Regions from separate parts of the Danio rerio genome. Here all the other regions are linked to region 3. Evidence: chromatin contacts called from public Hi-C and Micro-C data. All regions are on one chromosome and are shown on one strand. Each heading gives the region's core, a stretch centred on a gene start, on an enhancer-like site or on the middle of the called end of the contact. The rest is flanking DNA. Distances are from core to core; before and after follow the strand shown. Region 1 holds the start of tmem123 (transmembrane protein 123). Region 2 holds the start of six5 (SIX homeobox 5). Region 3 holds the start of cep126 (centrosomal protein 126).

Region 1 (3,549 bases), core at 336-2,835, 140 kb before region 3:
GAAGGGTATGATTGGTTTCATTTGAATGCTGTAATTGTCTTATAGCAGTGCACTACTTTAACAAATCATAGAATAAGTAAAACGTTAGAGACAAGAGCAGGTATAAACATTGATTTTTTTTTGTTTGTTTGTTTGAGATGTTTAGGGAAATGCAAGCAAATTTCATGAGTTGTATATATTTTGAAGCATAGTATTAAAAAAAACTTAAATGAGATATTTGGTGGAAAAACTGACCAAAATTAGAGAACACTTTCAGATTCCTCTGTATTTGTGTTAATCTGACATCTGATGGAATTTCCTTGACAAAGAACCAACAGTCTAATTTCATTTATTTTGCAAGTTGGCCATCTGTTCTAGTATGACTGATGAAGACCAGCAATATTACCCCTAATTTAAGTGAATGCAAATATTTATAAACATTTCCTTCTGCAACATTATTCTGTTCATGCATTCATCATCCAGTCAGTATGCAATTGGCAAAGAGCCAAATGCACAGCAAAATAGGTAAGGCTGTTCATTCAAGCTAAAAATAATGAAATGGCAGACTGGAGTACTGCTGTAAACCTGATTCAAATTTTAATTAATTAATTTTCTTTTCGGCTTAGTCCCTTTATTAATTCGGAGTTGACGCAGCAGAGTGAACCAACCAACTTATCCATCACGTTTTACGCAGCAGATGCCCCTCCAGCTGCAACCCATTAATGGGAAATGATTGAAATTTATGGGGAAAAAATCCTTCTGATAGTCATTATCCTTAAAATTTGTCTAAAAACCCAGTACTGTTGGTGAACTGTGGAGATTGAGGAAGAGCTGATCAAGATCACAGGGTTAGCAGTGATAGACTAGTGATGTGCCTGTAGATTTGTTGCAGACATTTTTTTTTTTAGTTATTGACTGATGTAAACTTAAATAATTGCTATTTTCTTTTACGTGCTACAATTGTTGCTGTTCTCTAACTTTAATTACAAAATTGCTAAAGTGACTTTTTTTATAAGGAGAAAAAAAAGTTACATCAAGAAATACCTTCAAACGCTGAATGGTGAATATTGTCTCTAATGAATAAATAAATAATCTGCTTTAATGTTGCACTTCTGTCTCAACTTAAATTAAGTGACAAATTGTTTTATGATGCAATTTGAGCTCTCCAGGGAACCTTTTTTGTTTTTTAAACGGCCAAATTATAAAATGTATTTAATAAAACAATAAAAATAATATTTAAACTGAGTTTGTGAACTGGGTGTTAAAAATAATGACCTAAAATATTTTCCAAGCCACATTTTAGAAAGATTTATAAAATCAATTTTCCATCCACAGCATAACTTTGGTATTATTTAAGAAGTTACTTTTTACATTAGAATGGGGGGCACACTTTCATAACATCTAAAACATTGAAAACAATTACATTACAACCCCAACGTCCTTGCATTAAATATAACATTTTCACTATTCTTAATTTTTTTCTCATATTCTGCTTTAAATATTAAAAATCGTATCATCGATTGTAACTTACACAAGACATGCTAGAAATCGTTGGACTTTTGCACAAATCATCGTGGTCAGACCAACCCCCCCAGAAAAAACGTCTACAGTTCTTGTCCTTTTGCTGTCAGTAAGAAGCTGCGTGTATTTTCTAAAACTGGATAATCCTGTTTATTTATTTATTTAATTTATTGAAGAATGGTTTTTATCGCGTTTGAATGCCTGAAAGCCGTCGACAAGGATGCCTCAAGAATAACCTTAAGATTATTTTGCTCATGAATTTTGTTTGGATCATGATTGTGGAACTTTAAGTTCGTTAAGAAAATGAACCTCTGCTTATGGTTGAACCTCATAACATTTTCCGGTCTGCTTTTGTCGTTGGGTAAGTGTTTTTCAGTTGTTATTTTGGTATTATTGGTTGAATAGACTTGAAGCGCACTATTTAAAGGAAATTGCGAAAGCTTTCGTTGTGTATACGTGTACACAAGGTCTGGAACACTGGTTCTGTCTAAAAAACTGGGTGAGTTCCCTACCTAGACAACATCCTACGAGGCATTTCGCCGCATCATCAGATAACCAGAAAAGGCGACTCGTCGTTTTAAAATGTTTCAGGGATGAATATAAAGAGAACAACAAACAAACGGCTATTTAGGGACTGCAGTTGGCGTGAAATCTTGTTTTAAAGGTCATTCAAGTTTTAGACGTGCTGCAGATTTTGTTAGGCAAAAAACACGGTAAAGGCAGGAATACCTCACTAAAATCACTTTCAGCAAGTAAGTATTGATGTAGGCTACGTTTTTAATATTGACAACATTTTGTAAAGTTTTTGAAAGAGGGCTTGACATTTCCTGATTTATGTTCACCAAACGTTGTGTCTAAGGATTTCTAAAGTAACGTTAAGCCAGTTAGCAGGTTTCATATGGGCACATTTTTTTTATTATTTCTCATACTTTTAAATATTTATTATAAATGTCCAGTGGCCCCTTTAACACATTCTGTTGATTATAGTTAAAGTGCAGCTATACACGCCTTAGAGTTCAATTAATTAGAGTATAAGTAGGATTGTGGTTAGGTTTAGTGTAAACTGGCATGTAGCAACTTGTAAAGATTCTCATAGACAGATTTTGGTTGAGCAGTGTCAGCAGATACTAAGCAAACAGTCTGCTAATAATGCAATGAGAAATAGTTTGCATCTAGATGCATTGTAACCTCTAGTCAACAAAATGTGCAAAAGCGACTAAAATAAAGTGATACAGATGTAATTATTGTGTGCTACACAATTTAGATCTGGATGGACAGCTCATTATGTTTTGAGTCAGTCTTCATCTCTATAGCTGAATCATTTTTTCGCAAATTGTACACCACATGAATCTCTTAAATCACTGTATCTTAAATTTGAAAATACAGATTGCAATATTCCAGATGTTGTAGACCAGATGTGTAAACTATTTCAGCAAAATCTTACACAATAACTATAAAATACTCTAGAGGCGTTTATCATCACTTCTGTAATAAATGAGCAAATGCTTTTCTGCTAAACTTCTTGTTGATTGCTACTCAGACTCGATGGGGCTTTTCACACTTGAAAATGTTAACCTTGACTTATTCAGAATTGCAAATGTTTTTTTTATAAAATTAAACATCTAGACATTTACTGTTTTGTATTTATGGTCTTAAAATAAAATAATTTGTCCAACGTTTATAAAATAGATTGCTCTGAACTGGTACTTGATTCTGATTGGTTGAGCTGCATTAGAAGCTGTTGTAAAATACTCTATAAACACATCTTTTGTTGTGTTTCATTTTAAAGGCTGCATCTTCTGAAGCATGCATTTGAAGGGCTCTGCGCCATCTGTGGTGCAAAGCTGTCTCATTTTTAAAAAAAATTCAAAGCCTTCTTCAAATGCAGCCTCAAAATGCATCCTTTTGTTTCTCAGGTAATGAAGAACACAAGCTTTGCATCCATTGCGGCCTTAAACGTTCCAAGATTCATTGCGCGCTGATAACGGCAGGACTTCAGATTTAAAACTGCAGATTAAATGTATGAATTAGGTTTATTTTACTTGGATA
Region 2 (3,147 bases), core at 587-3,086, 160 kb before region 3:
AATTATTGATAAATTATTAATTCATGCTTCATAGACCAAATCAAAGCCAGCCTTAAGAGTGATTAGCTTAAGTCTTGCAAATCTGCAAAATTAACAATATCAATAGCACTAACGATTTCATCATTACCGAGGTGGTGAAAAGAATTGTGAAAATGAAGGTAAAGTTGATTTTATATTCGCACATTCGTTCAGTGACAGCTTCATATAGTTTATTATAGTACTTTGAATGTTCAGGCTGAAATCACATGCTTGACTTTAAAACAACATTGGCACTATTAAATTGACTGTAAACAATGTTGTTTTTTGGTTGTTGGCTGCTAATATGGTTTCAATAATAATTTGCAATGACAACTTTTCTGAAATTATATTATTAAGGGGAAAGTCTAAATGTGCGAATATAAAATCAACTTTACCTCAATAGATTGAAACCGTGACCACAAGCAGAGGGCATCACAATGTTTTAAATTGTATTGAACTCTTTCACAGATTAGTTGTGGTTTACTTCCAGTACTCTGTGGGTCCAGTTTAAGTAGCCCACCCTTAAATCACATACATACTTATATTTAATTCACTATTCTCTCTGCCTTGAGATTTACAGGCCATGGACACAGAAAGATACTGTGGTGCAGGATTTCAGGAAACTCGAGCCACTCCTGGCGCCCCTATCTCACATTTCACAACAAAGCAACATGCTTTCAGTCTGTTTTCCGAGACCTCCTTGTCATTTACACTTTATCAATAAGTGTGCTATCAAGACAAACATCCCATCTTCACAACCTGCATCAGCCATTTGTTTATAAACAAACGCAAAGTTTCCATGTGCACAGCTTAAATATTTATTAAATACAACTCTGCCTTTATCTGTTGCACACTGGAAAAGTCCTTGAGGTAAAATGAGAATGTTAGCTTTATTCTATTCAGATGTCAAGATGACGGGTTGTCCTAATGTAAACCTCGCACACAGGAGAGGTTTGTTTACCGCTTTCCTCTCTCGGTTTGGCTCAAGAATGTTTCTTTTGGGCCTGAAAGACGTGCACTCCCAATTAAACACGCTTACCTTTTGCTGTTGGTACCGGACGGGGTCCGGTCCCTCTGTCGGCGATTCTTAAACCAGTTGCTCACTTGAGTCAAAGAAAGTCCGGTAACTTTGGCCAAATTCTTCTTCTCGGCCGGAGTGGGATACCTGTTGATCTTGTAACATTCCTTCAGAGCGTTGCGCGACTTCTCTTTGAAGCAGTACACCGTCTCCTCTCCGTCCCAAATGGTTTTGGGCAAAGGAAACTTTTTGCGCAGCCGATATTTATCCACGGCGCCCAAACTGCGACCCCGGGACCTCTCAGCCTCCTTGTATCGCGCCTTCAAGTAGAGGTCTTGCAGGAACCCATGGTTACTCGGGTGAAAGTCATGACTGTCCAGGATGGCGTACAACTCTTTGAATTCGTCCCGGTGGAAAGCGACCAGAGCCTGGGCCTTCAGCAGGGTCTCGTTGCCACGTAGCAGGTCGGCCGAAGGAGGGATGGTGGCGAGAAATCTCCACAGGCGATCCACATTGCCCGCTTGCAGGAGCGCTTCGCACAGACACGCGACTTGATCGGTGGAAAAACTGAGCGCCGAGTTCTGGAAGCTCTGCAACAGTTGTTCCGAAACTTCGTCCGGGTCCGTCTCCTCTTTCACTTTGGCTTCATTTTGCGCGCTCTCCTTTGGGCCGTTTTCAGTTTGTTCTGTGGACTCCAAAGACAAGGAAGCCATTTTTATTTTAACTTTTTTCCTTCAAGTTCCTCCTCCCTCCCCTTCGGTGTCTCTCTCCCATTCTCCCGTAGGCGAGTGAGCGCTGCAGCAGAGAGACGCGTCACGCCCCTGCGTTTCGTCAACCTCCCCCATCTACATCCACCAGCACACACACGCACTCACACTACAGGCCTGCTGCTTCAGTACCATTGTGCAATACTCTTTTTTCCAAAGCACATTTGTTTCACATTGGAAAATAAGCAATAAACACATTTAGATTTTGTTATAGCATGAAACTAAATCGCGTGCAGAAATTTTATTTATTGTTGTGCTTTATAAAAGGTTTATTGTTTCTTTCATTTTTTCATAAGTGAATGCTTTTAACATACGCAGCGAGCAATACGTTTTACATTAATGAATAACATTTAAATTGTTTTTTTTTTGTTTTTTTTTGCAATAACAACAGGCCATTACAACAAATAGAAATACAAAACCGATAGAATGAAAGTACAAGCAATATAAATATTACTTTTTTTGCCACAAGAGAAGTGTAACAATGTTAAAATAAATATGATAATAAAGGAAAATAAAGACAAAGAGAGAGAGAAAAAGAAAAAAATAATAAATGAGGGCACATGACAAAAATAAAACAAATTAATGCAGAATATTAAATAAAGCACATATTTTAAAAGGTATGTTTCAATTGCTTTCTTGTTGTGGACGTCTGTGATAGTTTTTAAATACAGTTCCAATTCTCATTTAAAAAATTGGCTTACATTGAGTATATTTGCATTTGTGTATGAAAAACTTTCCATTAAATAAAATGAGGTTTATGCAAAAAGTTGAATTTAAGGAATTGTTTTTCTTTAATATAAACCCCCAAAACATCATGTCTAGCATGAAGAAAAATCAATACAAACCTTTTGGACAATTTGAGAATTCACATCAGACCAGAAAGATTTAACAAAGGGACATTTTCCAAAACAAGCAACAGATTCAGAAGAAGTCTCAGAAAGAGCGAGACACGTTAATGTCATTTTTGAATTTTTGTAAAAATTGTTTAACTGGATAAAATCTGAATAATTTGAAAAGATATTTCTTTAATTTTATTTGTTAAAAAAATCTAGGGAGTGACCAAACATATATGACCATTTAATATCATCAAAGAGGTTGTTCTGATAAGAAATTACTTTTGAATTGTTTATGTTCTTTTTATTTCTCTAGAATTTAAGAGACACAAGTTATAATTCATGAATATATTCTTGTGGGCTCTATTTTCAATTTTATATCTCAATTAAAACTTTTGAATTCAGGATTGCTTTGAATGATTTCCTGGTCTAATGTCTACTATTTTTATTTTTTATTTCCTTACTCTTTGTATTTTATGATTATATTGTAAGGTGTCCTTTTTGAAAGGTA
Region 3 (3,096 bases), core at 73-2,572:
ACCGGACCTCCAGAAACAAGTTTGGTGATCACTGCTATAGGACATCATCTTCAAGACAAGACTTTCTGTAAGATTTGTGCAAAATGTATACTAAACTCAAAGAAAAAAACACAAGTTACCTTTGGATTACAAGTTCAATTTACATTATGCCACAACTTGGCCCTGTAGGTGAATGAAGTGGCAGAGAATATCTGTTGTTATCAAACATTGTTTACTTTACTAAGGCAGTTTAATGGAATCGATCCAATAGGCCTGTTTATGGAAGGTTTACAAAGAAATTTCATGCTACCTTTTAAAAGTATTTTGTAGTATTTTTAAAATACAATTTTATTTTGTGGCTGCTGTATTTTGTAGATTATTTTGCTACACTTAAAATATATGTATTTAGTATTTTATTTTAAAATACATTTTAGTGTATTTTTGCTCACAATCCCTGCATAAAGTCACCTTTAACATGTAATGCAAAATTGGTGAAATTCAGAATAGAAGTGAAGCAAAAAGTTAGGATAAATGTGTGAATAAATAGATTCAGTAATTTAAAATACAGGAGATCTACATAGAAAAAATAGTATGTAAAATATATACATACGAATTACAAGTTTGTTTATTAAGCAGATTGTTCAATTTCAAAAATCACTGGGATATATAATAACCACATATGTAAAGTTAACAAAAATATCTTTATCTCTCAATTTTATGTATTACCTTTTTGTAAATGACTTTTCTATTGTTATAAATTATTAGTCATATCATTTATAATGAATCATTTTGACTTATATAATGATTTAAGTGATTATTTAAATAAACAAATATTTTATTATCATGTATTTATTTTAATGTATTCTTTCAAAACATATGATTTCTGCTGTTTATTTGACAAGAAAATACTAGTTTAGATAAATGTTCACATTTAATTTAGTGCTACTTGCAGGTTCTTTGTGATTATTAACAAAATTTGCTAGCAATCATTCAATAAAGCTGCTTAATTTATTTTCTAGTAATCTGTAGATCCTTTTATGCAAATCTGTCAGATTATGCCATTATTATTATCTTCATTAAAACTCTAACTACAGATAAGTACAGATAAGTACAAGTTACTGGATGATTTTAATTTATAGACTAAGCAAAAAGTTTGCCTGTAAAATTTTCACCAGTAATCTTTTATCAGCCGTATGGTTTGCTGCCACAGTTAAGCTGTTGTTTACAGGAGATCTGGAATGAATGAAAATGACTTACACTGACTCCCAGGTTCTTGTTTCTTCTATTTCCCTCTTGAACCCCCCGTTTGTACTAAGCAAATAATAAACCCAGGCTAAGCATGTGGAGGACAAATGTAATCCAGATCTCTGTAATCCAGTTACTGTGAGACATCCTCTCTGATCCGGATTTACAGTCACAATGAAACACTGAGGGTGTGAAATGTATACTGCCTCAGAAGTTCTCTTCCACGCCGCATAGGGATTAAAGCTGCTTATACTGTCCTGATATTAGCACACATTAACACATTAAAAAACAAACCTTGAGGTGTTGCCCTTCTTTCATCTTAAGGGCTTTTGGAAAAACTTCACAGGGCAAAATTGTTGCGTTTTTAAATCACAGTAGATCATTTTCTCCAGCAGGAGACGTTAATGCTCCATTAATGCCACTTATGACTGATCGCTACTTCCGTGTCATAGCTCTAGAGGGCGCTGTTGACCCGTTTTTTCCTTTTTATTCGTGGGTGGGAAAATGTGTGTGTAGGCTATGTGTGGCAAAGACAGCGTGTCTGGAGAGATGGGGGTCAGATAAATTTTGCTAGTACAATTGTGTCGAACTGTCATCTGAGGAGGAAAGTGCTTCAATAGCGTTGAGAGAGTCTGACAGTGAAAGCCAGCTTTTCCTCGCTTTTATTGTGGCCCTCAGGGTAACATGAGTGATCATTTCTCCCAGACTGGTGGCTGACGTGTCACAAAAAAGGTGTCTCACACAAGCCGCATCGTCTGGGATTGATTGGCCCTCTCCTCTGTAAAACACAAGGTAACCGGATTTCGATTGGACTGTATTTATTTGGTCTTATTGGGAATTGAATTTGTCCCCATGTTCTGAGAAGGGATAATCAGAAAGTAAATAGCAGAGACTTGGGCTCGCTGTCACGCTCTTACTTTTATTTTTGAAAGTCAATATCCGTCCACTTGTTTAAAGTCTGAGGTGTTCGTTTGCGGACAACAATATACTTAAAAAGGAAAAGTTTTGACTTTGTGTTTTTTAGAAAAGTTTAACGTGCATATGACTATGAATCAAAATGAAACCTGTTCACAGATACACAGACTTAAAGGGCACATATTTTATCCTTTTATAAGATTTAAGATACGTTTTTATGTCTCCAGGATGTGTCTGTAAAGTTTCAGCTCAAAACACCAATCATATTATTTATTATACTTTTCAGAATATTGGTATAAGAGTGTCTCCGTCTCAGCAGCATCAGATAAACAGCACAGTGACAGACATGAAGGAAAAAGATCTCACATAACGTTTGCGAGAAATATTACAGTGAAAATTTTCCCAATGATTATTTGATGTATTTGTTGTGGAGTTAATTCACACACAATGTCCTTACAAAATTCACGCACACACACAACGCATGCGTGAGTTTAACTTTGCACTGTTTTTGCACGGCAAATGTGACTTTTAGAGATATCATTACTAAGATTGAAGATGTTACTAGTTACCCAGTAGGTAGTGCTGTTGCCTCACACGAAGAAGGTCGCTTGTTCGCACCTCAGCTCGGCTTGGCTCAGTTGGCGTTTCTGTGTCGAATTTGCATGTTCTCCCTGTCTGCCTGGGTTTCGTCCGGGTGCTCCGGTTTCCCCTACAGTCCAAAGACATGTGGTATAGGTCAATAAGGCAGGCTAAATTGTCTGTAGTGTATAAGTGTGTGTATAAATGAGTGTGTGTGGATGTTTCCCAGAGATGGGTTGCCGCTGCGTAAAAACGTGCTGGATAAGTTGGTGGTTCATTCCGCTGTGGTGATCCCGGAATAAAAAAGGGACTAAGCCGAAAAGAAAATGAATGAATGAATGAATGAATGTGACCAAAAAAAATATAAATAAGGGCAGT

What was found. A called contact is a pair of places that touch in the nucleus more often than the background predicts.
Region 1: a Hi-C map of fibroblasts shows a contact between it and region 3, with 3 times the contacts expected there. The contact joins the promoter of tmem123 here to the promoter of cep126 in region 3. A contact is called at or near these places in 6 of 18 Hi-C or Micro-C datasets (caudal fin, embryo, fibroblasts and 2 more) and 2 of 4 datasets of contacts at active chromatin or transcription factors (caudal fin and gastrula embryo).
Region 2: a contact with region 3 is called in a Micro-C map of caudal fin, with 5 times the contacts expected there. The contact joins the promoter of six5 here to the promoter of cep126 in region 3. A contact is called at or near these places in 1 of 18 Hi-C or Micro-C datasets (caudal fin) and 2 of 4 datasets of contacts at active chromatin or transcription factors (caudal fin and gastrula embryo).

The regions. Positions count from the first base shown.
Region 1 is chr18:40,194,688-40,198,236 of GRCz12tu, forward strand. tmem123 (transmembrane protein 123) reads left to right here and starts at 1,586. Exons shown (of 4, transcript XM_021473324.3): 1 at 1,586-1,861. The coding sequence starts at 1,804.
Region 2 is chr18:40,174,034-40,177,180 of GRCz12tu, forward strand. It overlaps six5 (SIX homeobox 5), which reads right to left and starts at 1,837. Exons shown (of 3, transcript NM_131720.2): 1 at 1,058-1,837. The coding sequence starts at 1,749.
Region 3 is chr18:40,338,013-40,341,108 of GRCz12tu, forward strand. cep126 (centrosomal protein 126) reads right to left here and starts at 1,323. Exons shown (of 15, transcript XR_012394082.1): 1 at 1,237-1,323.